2 separate regions of the Juglans regia genome follow, and region 2 is linked to region 1. The links are chromatin contacts, called in public Hi-C maps. All regions are on one chromosome and are shown on one strand. Each heading gives the region's core, a stretch centred on a gene start, on an enhancer-like site or on the middle of the called end of the contact. The rest is flanking DNA. Distances are from core to core; before and after follow the strand shown. Region 1 overlaps LOC109009584 (disease resistance protein RUN1-like). Region 2 overlaps LOC109009595 (probable polyamine oxidase 5).

Region 1 (5,330 bases), core at 1,908-4,407:
CATTGCAAGCATGTTTATTCTCAAGTTTATGTTTTGTTTTCCATGCCTCAATATATAACATCTCACCCACAAGATAACCACTTATGTGGTTTTATTTTTAACAGGGAACAGAAGCGGTCGAAGGTCTCACTTTAAAATCTCCAAGATTAAGCAGGGTAAATTTCAGTACAAAAGCATTTGTAATGATGCAGAGGTTGAGATTACTCCAACTTGATCATGCACAACTCACCGGAGACTATGAATATCTATCCAAAGAGTTAAGGTGGCTTAGCTGGCATGGACTCCCTCTTAAGTTTATGCCAAAAACTTTTTATCTAGGACACCTTGTTGCAATGGACTTGCGATACAGCAGTCTCAGACAAGTTTGGAAAGATCCCAAGGTATAATGTAATCTCAAGCATTAAGCAATAAGTTTCAATGTTCTATCTGCTAATACTATGCTTTCTTTTCGTTCTTTTTTCTTCTCTTTTTTTGTTAATTTTTTTAGCAGGTGTTGGAGAAGTTGAAAATCCTAAATCTCGGTCATTCCCATTATCTGACCAAGACCCCTGAATTTTCAAGCCTGCCCAATCTTGAGAAATTAATACTCAAAGATTGTACAAGTTTGTATGAGGTTCACCAATCTATTGGAGATCTCAATAATCTTGTTTTGGCAAATTTGAAAGATTGCAAAAGCCTAAGAAGTCTGCCAAGGAGTTTCTATAAGTTGAAGTATCTACAAACTCTCATCCTTTCTGGTTGTTCCAGATTTGATGCTTTGGCTGATGACTTGGGGAGTATGGAGTCCTTGACTACTTTTCTTGCAGATAACACTGCTATAAGACAAGTACCAGTTAGTATAGTGCATCTGAGGAATCTTAAACACTTATCTCTATGTGGGTGTAAAGTATCAACCTCCAAGTCATTGCCTTCACTCTTTTGGTCTTGGATATCACCAGGGAGAAGTCCCAAGTCAGTTAATCTATTGCCTGCTTCACTACAAGGCTTGAACTCACTAAAAACTTTATCTCTCCGCTATTGCAACTTGTCAGATGATGCAATTCCTAAAGATCTTGGGAGTTTATCTTCTCTACAAACTTTAGAGCTCGATGGCAATAGTTTCAGTAACCTACCATCAACCCTTGGTGGTCTTTTGAAGCTTCAAAGCCTCAGTTTGAATTATTGCACAAACCTTCAATCACTTCCAAATTTACCAACAAGTTTAAAACAAATTTATGCAATGAACTGCACAGCCATGGAAAGCATGCCAAACCTATCAAAGATCTCAAATATGGAAGCTTTGCATCTTACTAATTGCCACAAATTAGTCGAGATTCCTGGTTTAGATAAGCTGTTGAAGTCCTTTCGAGTCATTCACTTGGAAGGGTGCAACAATGTAACAAGTACTTTTAAGGAAAGCCTCCTACAGGTTCTCTCTCTCTCTCTCTCTCCCAAAATGCGTTTTTTTGTTTTTGTTTGAAGTATTGTTGATATGCATCATGCTCTTGATGGTATAGGAATGGGCTATGAGTGGATTTGGTGGCATTTTTGGCATGTTTCTCCCAGGCAATGATATTCCTGATTGGTTCACGTTTAAAGATGAGGGGTCCTCGATATGTTTTGAAGTGCCTTCTATTACTGACAAGAATTTGGAAGGATTGGCTATATGCGTCGTTTATTCATCATGTATTGACCAGATAGTATCTCAAGAACTCACAAGCATTACAGTTATCAATTACACCAAGAATATAATTCAGACCAGTAGGCCGGCGACGATTGATGTAGTAATCTCCGATGAAGATCACCTATGGCAGGGCAATGTTTCTAAACGTAAGTTCAATTTGGAGGAGGGAGACCAAGTAGAACTTATTGCTGATTTCGGGTCTGGAATCGATGTTAAGAAGATAGGTGTTAGCCCACTGTATGATGGAAAAATAATTCACTTTGACTCTACACCAAACGAGGAGGATTCCATTGTTGCTGATGATGATCATCATGAAAATGCATTCTATGATCATGTTGGGATCAAGCCTAAAAGAGGGTTTCAAGATGATACTGCAGAATCAAGCCAAGGTGGTTGGTTTGACGAGGATCGACAACCTAAACGATTGAAGTGTGAACACGATGCTGAAATGAGAACAGATGATGAATAAAGAAACAAATAAAAACCCACAAAACATCCGAAGCTTATTGTAATGAGAAATGATATTTGTAGTTAGAACGTGCAAGCGTCATGCAGGCCGGCTCAATGGTAAGGCAATTTAGGCCGTTGCGTCAGGCCCCATCTTATATAAGGCCCCCATAAATAAAAATGTGATTTTTTTTGAAAAATTTTTTTGAAAAAAAATCAAAACTATTTCATTAAATAAAATTTTAAATTATTTTTATAGTTTTCAATATGTGCAAGACCCTATAATACTAAATTTAATATTTAGTACAATGATTTTTTTAATAAGTAATACAATAAGTTATTTATATTTTAAATAATTTTTTTAAGATCTTGCTAAATTGAGGCACAAAATTTTTATTGAAGCCACATTTTAAGTTGTTATAAATATAAATTCACAAAAACTGTATTTAAAGATTTTAAATAAAATCTCATTTTATTGAAAATTTTGAAAATATTTCATATAATAATTTATATTTTATTGTATTATAATTACGAATGACACGCTTAAATTTCGCCTTAGGCCTCAACTTGTATCGAGCTGCCCCTGACGTTATGTAATCTTTTTTAAATAGTAAGTAAATATAAAATTTATATGAAACAAATTAATTTTTTAATAATAAATCTTATTTTTTTAAAAATAAATTATACAATATTACACACTTGTTATATATAACATTATTCTAATTGGTAACGACTAATTTATTTTATGATTTTTTTTTATGCTATCAAAGTCATTATACAAGCCCATATCCTCAAGGGTTCAAAAAACGATGAGTTTACATATGCTTACCGAGTAATTATTAAGTAAGATCGTTAAAGAAAAATTTTATTTACAGTTATTTTTCTTATTTCTTACGCATTATATTAATATAATTGATTATATTATTTTTTTAATATAAAATAATTATTTTAATCAATCACATCAATAAAATACATAAAAATAATTATATATAACATAACTCCTTCACAAATATGAGTACTTCCAAATCTACTATTAATGCAAGAAAGGCTTGTGTGCTGTATTTCTATCCCCAATTTGACCTCACATTTGTATTAAAATTATTGGGCCAGCCACTACTATTAACCACACATTTTAGCATGCTTAAAATCAATGGTTCATAATTGTTCGACTTTTTGAACAGTTCAATTTGAACAGTTCAATCGCGTCAGACAAGGTTTTTGATACTTTGGAGCTTGTGTTTTGAGTTTCTATTCTCATCGTAAGAAATAATATTTATAATCGTAAATATATAAATATTATATAATTATTTTAAAAAAAATAAATAAATATAAGATGTATATAAAAAGAAATTAATTTTTTAAATATGAATCTCAGTCTTTTTCAAAATGACTGCATGGTATTTTTACATTTTACTACTATATATAGTATTACTTTTTTTATCTTGAAAATCAACTGTGTTCTACTTTTTGAACAAGGGTGGCTCTACTGCCACCATTGGGGCTCTAGTGTATTTTAATTTTTTTTTTTTTTACTTTTTATTCACATATATTTTTTTTACTTTTTTAAATATTTTTTAAAAAAATAAAAAATTTAAAACATTATTAAAAAAAACTTCTTTAATCATTAAGTAACAAAAAAAATTAAAATTAAAAATCCTAGTGGGGAAAGAGCAGCATTTTCCTTTGAATAGTTCAATCACATCAGACTGGCAATTTTTTGGTACTTTTTTAACAATCTAATCTGCATCAAACAAGTAGCTTTTTGAATTGTCTAGTTCAGCTAGCAAATCTGATGTTGTATCTTCTCGTCATCCCGATATCAGATTTTTCAACTTCTCCAACCACTTCTAAACTCCTGCTCTCTACCTTGTGACCATCGTCCACCATGAACCAATCGATTTCAAGTAAGCCTCTCTCTCTCTCTCTCTCTCACAATCAAAATCTGCTACCCTTGTTTACAAAGCTACCGCAACCACCATCACTAATCCACCGTGCGAAGCCACCTCCCATGGGACTAGCAACCTTAAGGACCCTATGCAAAAGATCTCTCTATGGAGCTCACCTAGAGGCGAGAACTTTCCCTATATTCAATGCTTGCCTGAAGGTGAGCATATTGCTTTCCATGATGAGCGTAGTGGGAGTAAAATTGCGAAACATTCTTGCTCCCGCGGTTCTTGCTTGGTGGCGAGCACTTTGGACCTCAAGATGCTCACCTAGTTTCGAGCAATTTTTCTCTTTCCAAATGCTTGCTTGTGTGGGGAGCAATATTGATCTTCTTGGTGCTCGCCTCGTCGCACCCTTGGAGGGTGAACACTTTTCTCTCCTTGGTGCTCGCTCGAGGACGAGCACATTGCCTCTGGTACTAATATGTTGGCTTTCCACAATGGTCTCCTAGGGGTGAGAACTTTTTCTTTTTAGTGCTCACCTATGGGCAAGCACTTTAGCTCTCCCGATTCTCGCCTGATGGGTGAGTACTTGGCTCTTCGCAGTGCTCACATGATGGGGGACAAGCTTGTTTACTCGCATGTGTGCTCCTTTGCCACCGGCGGTAGGGAGGGTGAGTGGAAGCGCTTGCCCCCGTAGTGAGCATCATGGAAAGGCAAAGTACTTCCCCTAGATGAGCATCGAAGAGAGTAAAAATACTCACCAAATTAGTGAGCACGATAGGAGAAAAAGTGCTCGCCAAGCAATTCCAGTCTCGCGATCTTTGCATTAGTGGTGAGCACTTTGGATCTAGCGATACTCACCTAGTTTCAAGCAATTTTGCTCTTCCAGACGCTCGCTTATTTGGGGAGCAATGTTGGTCTTCTTGGTACTCGCTTGCTTTGGGAGCAACTTTTGTCTTCCTGGTGCTCACCTCCTAGCTCCCCCAAGGGAGAAGCACTTTTCTCTCCCTGGTGCTCGCCCAATGGCTAGCACTTTGCCTCCCGTGGAGCTCGCTTCAGGTGCGAACATTTTGACTCTTCTCAGTGCTCTCCTAGCTCTCACTTGATGGGCGAGAAGTTGGCTCTCATTAGTGCTCACGTGATGGGCAAGCACTTTGGATCTCAAGATGCTTACCAAGTTTCAAGTAATTTTGCTCTTCCAAGTGCTCGCCTGCATGGGGAGCAATTTTCCTCTTCCCTGCCTAGTGCTCACCTCATGACTCCCATGTGTGGCTAGCACTTTTCTCAGTTTGGTGAGAGCACTTTAACTCTCCTTGGTGCTTCCTCCAAGCAAT
Region 2 (5,569 bases), core at 2,344-4,843, 58 kb after region 1:
AGAAAGCTTTGGATCCCACCTCTCTCTCTCTCTCTCTCTCTCTCTCTCTCTCATCAGCCAAGTGTGATTTTGTTTTGTGTCGTCCAAACGACAGGATCCGATGAAACCGGCTCTTTCCAGCTTGGAGCCTCTTCACCAGGTCCTTTTCTTGACCCGAGGCTTGTTACACTGCCCACGACATTGTGCTCTTGGATCAAAACAAGCCCTTATCACTCTTTTATGAGAGAATCAAAACAAAATTCTGAGGCATTCTTCTGTTTGAATTGGATTAGACCTTTGAGTACTTGGGACAGGCAAATGAGCTGGTCACATGAAAATGAGATAGAACCACTACTCTTTAGGTTCCCCATGAAGTATCTTTCACCTACTGTATTTGCCAGTAGAGTCAATCAGAGAAGTAACCAAAGTGTCCTTTACAATGAGACAGAATTGGAGATGCTTATGGTCCTCTGATTACATTAATATTTTGTACAGAAGCTCTCTTGGATGGGACCCATTAGAATGTCAGGTCCCATTCCATTCATAATATGTTAAAAATCAGACATACATTGAAGACAGTTTGCTCTTAGTTGACAGCACCATTGGTCTATCCCACTTGCTGCCATTACATTTCTCTACAGAGCATATCCATGCTAGATATGGAAAATCAAAATGGTTATGACATGAAATTGTGACATTTCCTTTCAAACCAGACAAGCAAAAACAGAATCACATCATTTAATGCTCTAAGTTTTCCAGTGACCACAAATTTGCTGAGTCCCCCCTCCCCCAAGATTTGATTTCCTGGGTATATGTGTTTTGGTACACTAAATCATCAAATCAAGAGCCATTCATGGTGGCTCTATTATTGTAAGAATTTTCGGACTCCCCCCCCAAAAATACTGGAATGCCCCACCCCACCTGCTGTCTCCTCTTTTTTTTTTTTTTTGGCCTCCTGTGTTCTTCAATCACTCTTGGATGATTCCCCATATCACAGACCAATCAAATCGGTCACCAAGATCTTTGTCTGATTCTTAAAAAACCAATGAGAATCTCCATCCTCACCTCACCTAATGGCTAAATTGACATTTTATTACTTCCCTTTCCCCTCTGTTGCATCTAATCATCATTAGCATCACCTTTATCAACAATAGTGGCATGTTCTGTTGATAAACTCTAAATAGTTTTCAGTCAATGACACACTATTCATCTCATAAACTAAGGAAATAACCATTCACTTTTGTTGATACTCAGCTCAAGAGAACACATAAGATGTAATTAGGACAGGTTTCAAGTTAAATAAGATTAAAAAAAAATAAAAATAGAAATGCAATAAAAGCTTACTCGAAATCACCACCTAGTTGTTTATTTAGTTGGAGTTTTTGACCACTGGGCTACAAAGTGCTTTGGATTTGGGGCCATTGAATAGACGACACGTGCAAATTTGACGGTTGATAGTGTAAGATGTTACATCTCACTTCCGTATACTGTAAGCAGTTTGCATGTTCCCTTGATACTCACAAAATTTGGTCCAATTATTTCATTTTGATGGTGACTGAATGTGTTACTATGTATGAATCTCTTGAATGATACCCCAAAATAAAAGAATTCATGCATCTCTTAGTAAGATGATAGAACTCAGTTCAATTATAGAGAGTTGGGAGAGCTTGAAGAAGCTGAGTATGTATTTTCCAAAACTGCATCCATCATGACATCTTCCACCTTTGGACCACATCATTTCGTTTCCTTTAGGTGTCCCAGACCACTTTAACCTAATGATCGATGTTTTGCTTTTCCGCAAGTCTTAGATTATAAAAGTTTAATGATATTATGAGCTATCTGTCTGCTTTATTCTTTCAAAATCCGAATATCTTTTTACACTATACAGAGACCAAACTGTGCAAATGGAAAGAAAACTGATTTAAGTAAAGCTATCATGCATATTTGTATCTGACCCTTCTGCTTTAAAAAGGGCTTGTGATGATAGAAGGAGACCAAATAGAACATCTAGCATGTCTACAGATTTGTGAGAGGGAATCTAGAGTTCTAATCCTAGGGTTTATAGGGTCTTTGAATGGTTCCCAACTCCCAAATGCTCACAAGCTGATCATTCAAAATTATGGTCCTTTTTTTTTGGAATTTCTAAACAAACTCCCGTTGCAACAAAGATAATAATAATAAAAATAAAAAAAAGATTTTATGACCAAAACATTAATTTTCACTTACTCTCTCTAATCTAAGAAGAGGGTCATCTAAAATATTTGATGAAGAGATCGACATTTTCATCCTCAAGATCTTCGATTAATGAAAGCGAAAATATAGTGAGAGAGACGGCATCGACGTGCCCCAAACATTTTAAATAATTATGGTCCTATCAACACTAAAGTTTACCTAAAATCTCAGACAATGCAAAGCAACCATGGATCTGTCCTTCACAACAGTTCAAAAGCAATATCTTCTTGGATTTGCCCCGTTAATGAAAGGTTCAATAATTTCCAACCAGTTGGGAGAATCCCAGTAGAGAACAAAAACTACGATTCATAGACTTGTTGGCAAGAGGGACCTCATCAGGTAACTGTAAGAGTAAGCTGTAGGGTAATAACAAGTAATTGGGTGCTGCTACTTTTTTTTTTTTGTTCATCTGTCACTAGAAGTGTCCTACTGCAGAATCAGAAAAATCACTGAAGTTTGATATTTCATGAATCTCTGAAGCAGTTGTCCCAGTACCATCATTTTCTTGGTGCATTTACTTATATTAGTGAATAGTTTAGGAGTTGTAGGTATGGTCTGTGCCTAAATGCAGTGGGTGTGAGCTTGAGCCATTGAGAATCTGACTTGAAAAATCGATTAGGATCAGTTTATGGGGTCAGTCCAGACTCACTGACAATTTTGGGGGATCAATCTAGAAAGGATTGCTTTTCAAAGAAGCAGAAATGATGATTACCAAAGTTTGGTTCTCTGAGTCTGGACTTCAAAAGTGGACCAAGAAAAGAAACCAAGTTTGGTAAAGAAGTACGTGGCAGATGAAAGATCTAGCCACTCAATTGAATCTCTGCAACCTGCAGGTCCATTATGAGACTCCAAATTGATATTTGATTTGGGTATTTATTTATTTATTATTGTCATCCTTAATTGTATCCTAAACAAATGTGCAGCCACCTCCCTCGGCTTTGCCCCCACTCCTTTCTCAACCAAACCTGTTGTACGAGCAGGGGAGTTGCTCAGTGCTCTGTATGGAACTCCAATCTAACTGACGAACCGTGCATCCAAATCATACTAACCAACCATAATATGCCAAATTCAGATCCCAATTGATAATAATAACTAACCTAAAAATCATCTAAAACCCAATCAAAGGTCCTTTAGATTAGACCTTCAAGGCTTCAACACAACAAATCTGACCAAAAGTCTTTGGATCTGAGACTTTTTGTTGTTATAGATGCAAGACCCAAGTTGTAGCAGCAGACTAGGGAACAACACAAAATATAGAAAAAATAACCACTGATCTTTGGGGATCAGAAACCTCCAAGAATTCTTTATTAACTTTTTCAATGCAATACAAAGGAAAAGACTTCAGAATTTATAGAAGACTACGACTGTTAGTGACCATTACACATAAGGGTATTATAGTAATCCTCAATAAGTAAGTGAGGATATAAAAGTACATTGAGCCCTTAAATAGACACGTGAGTAACACATGACTTAACTAACAATTAACTAATAGACAACTTCCTTATATCTTCCTTCCTTCTTCACATGGCCTTCCCATTGCATGCTCTAAAGTGATCACAACAACTGATCTCCTCTTCAAAAGACCTTACCCACAAGGTTAGGATAATGAGCCCTCAACTGTCCTCCTCTTCAAAGGACCTTCTTCACATCGACTTTTGCATGCTCTGAAGTTATCACAAATCAAGTTCGTTCACGTCTACAGGTTCGTCCACTATAGGCGACTTGTTGCACCAAAGAGGAGGAGAAGAAGGAGATGTAAAAGAATAAAAGGAGTAGATGAGAAGACGAAGAAGAAGAAGTGCAGCTCGAAACTGGAATGAAGAGAAATGATTAGATTTTCTTTTAAAGAGTGTGCATGTGTATATATGTATGTATGTAAATATGTAAACATATAATCCCGGTGGCTCTTCCTTGGGAGTGCAGACTCGGGAAGAAGGAGGGAACATCTCAGGTGGGGAGGTCTGTAAGACTAAGTTTTCTATTGTTTCATGGGAAAGACCCTACGAGTTGGTTATATAAGAGAAACAAGTTCTTTTCTTTTCGCAATACCCTACCGCAATATCTTACCACAACACCGAATTTGCTTAGCTTCTTTTCCTATAGAAGAGTACGCCCTCATTTGGTTTCAAGACTTAAAAGAGTCCGGACAACTAACTGATTGGGACTCCTTAGTTAAGTCCCTATTACTTCGGTTCAGCCCTAATACTTATGATAACTCCATGGAGGCATTGATTAGACTCAGGCAAGGAAGCTCTATTGAAGAACATAAGGCACAATTTGAGTCCTTATCTAATAGATTGAGGGGGCTTTCGGACCCTTACAAATTAAGTTGTTTCTTAAGTGGCTTAAGAGATTAGATTAGATTCCCAGTGAGAATGTTTAGTTCCTCAACCTTAGCAACTACATACAGTCTGGCTAAGATTCAAGAGGAAAACCTCAACCTAGCCAAGAGACACTACAAGGCACCCAACTACCCTTCACCCGAACCTGAGTTGCTTAAAAACCCCACCCCACATGAAAACAATTTATTTGTTGCACGAAAAAGTAACCTGCCTATCTATAAAATCAACCAAGCTCAAATGAAAGAAATGAGAGAAAATGGCTTGTGTTATTATTGTGACACCAAATAGAACCCAGGGTATAAGTGTCAAAACCCTAGGTTGTATTTATTAGAGGAGGTGTTGACTGGATATGATGAAAAATGGGTACCTGGTGAGGACCAAATTGAGAAGGAAGCCACAAGATTAATGGGGGAATTAAACAACCTTGAGATATACTTGCATTCTTTGATAGGGTCTCATAACCCCAAGACAATAAGAGTCAAGGGGACAATGGCACGACTTGGGTTACCATCCTTATTGATACCGGTTCTATCTATAACTTCCTAAACCCTATTGTGAAAAGAACTACCCTTACTTAAGTGATTCCTAAAATAGTTAATGCGAGAGTGATCAATGGGTGATCTGCTTTTCAGTGATTGAAAAAGTAAGGGGTAATGGTGAAAATCCAAAACATTATGATTACTTTGGATTTTCATGTGTTAGTACTTGCAAGGTGCGACATGGTGATAGGGGTTCAATGGCTATGGAAACTTGGGTCCATTTTATGGAACTTTGAAAATCTCGCCATGCAGTTTATTTACCAAGAAAAGGTAGTTACATTCAAGGCCTTAACACAAGTCCACTTAAGGCCATAACAAAAGGCCACTTAATTGAGGAGGGGTCATTACATTAAGGTAATAAATTAGAGAAAAAAGAGGTGTTTTTACATGTTCTGGAAGAGGAGTATTTTAGGAGTCTAAGGGATTACCCCCTACCTGAGCTAATGACCATGCTATTAACTTGTTGCCTAGTACCAA

What was found. A called contact is a pair of places that touch in the nucleus more often than the background predicts.
Region 2: a contact with region 1 is called in a Hi-C map of leaf, with 2.3 times the contacts expected there. The contact joins two enhancer-like sites. A contact is called at or near these places in 2 of 3 Hi-C or Micro-C datasets (both in leaf).

What each region holds. Positions count from the first base shown.
Region 1 is chr1:36,602,619-36,607,948 of Walnut 2.0, forward strand. LOC109009584 (disease resistance protein RUN1-like) reads left to right here. Exons shown (of 5, transcript XM_018990127.2): 3 at 105-380; 4 at 491-1,408; 5 at 1,497-2,274. The coding sequence ends at 2,132. Among protein-coding and RNA genes, the nearest start is that of LOC109009584, 5.6 kb to the left of the region's middle. Within about 2 kb of position 3,158, the one cell type or tissue checked has open chromatin away from gene starts, as enhancers often do. A contact at or near this core is called in leaf, where this site is marked.
Region 2 is chr1:36,660,453-36,666,021 of Walnut 2.0, forward strand. LOC109009595 (probable polyamine oxidase 5) reads left to right here. Exons shown (of 2, transcript XM_018990140.2): 2 at 1-18. It also overlaps the pseudogene LOC109009606. Among protein-coding and RNA genes, the nearest start is that of LOC109009595, 5.0 kb to the left of the region's middle. Within about 2 kb of position 3,594, the one cell type or tissue checked has open chromatin away from gene starts, as enhancers often do. A contact at or near this core is called in leaf, where this site is marked.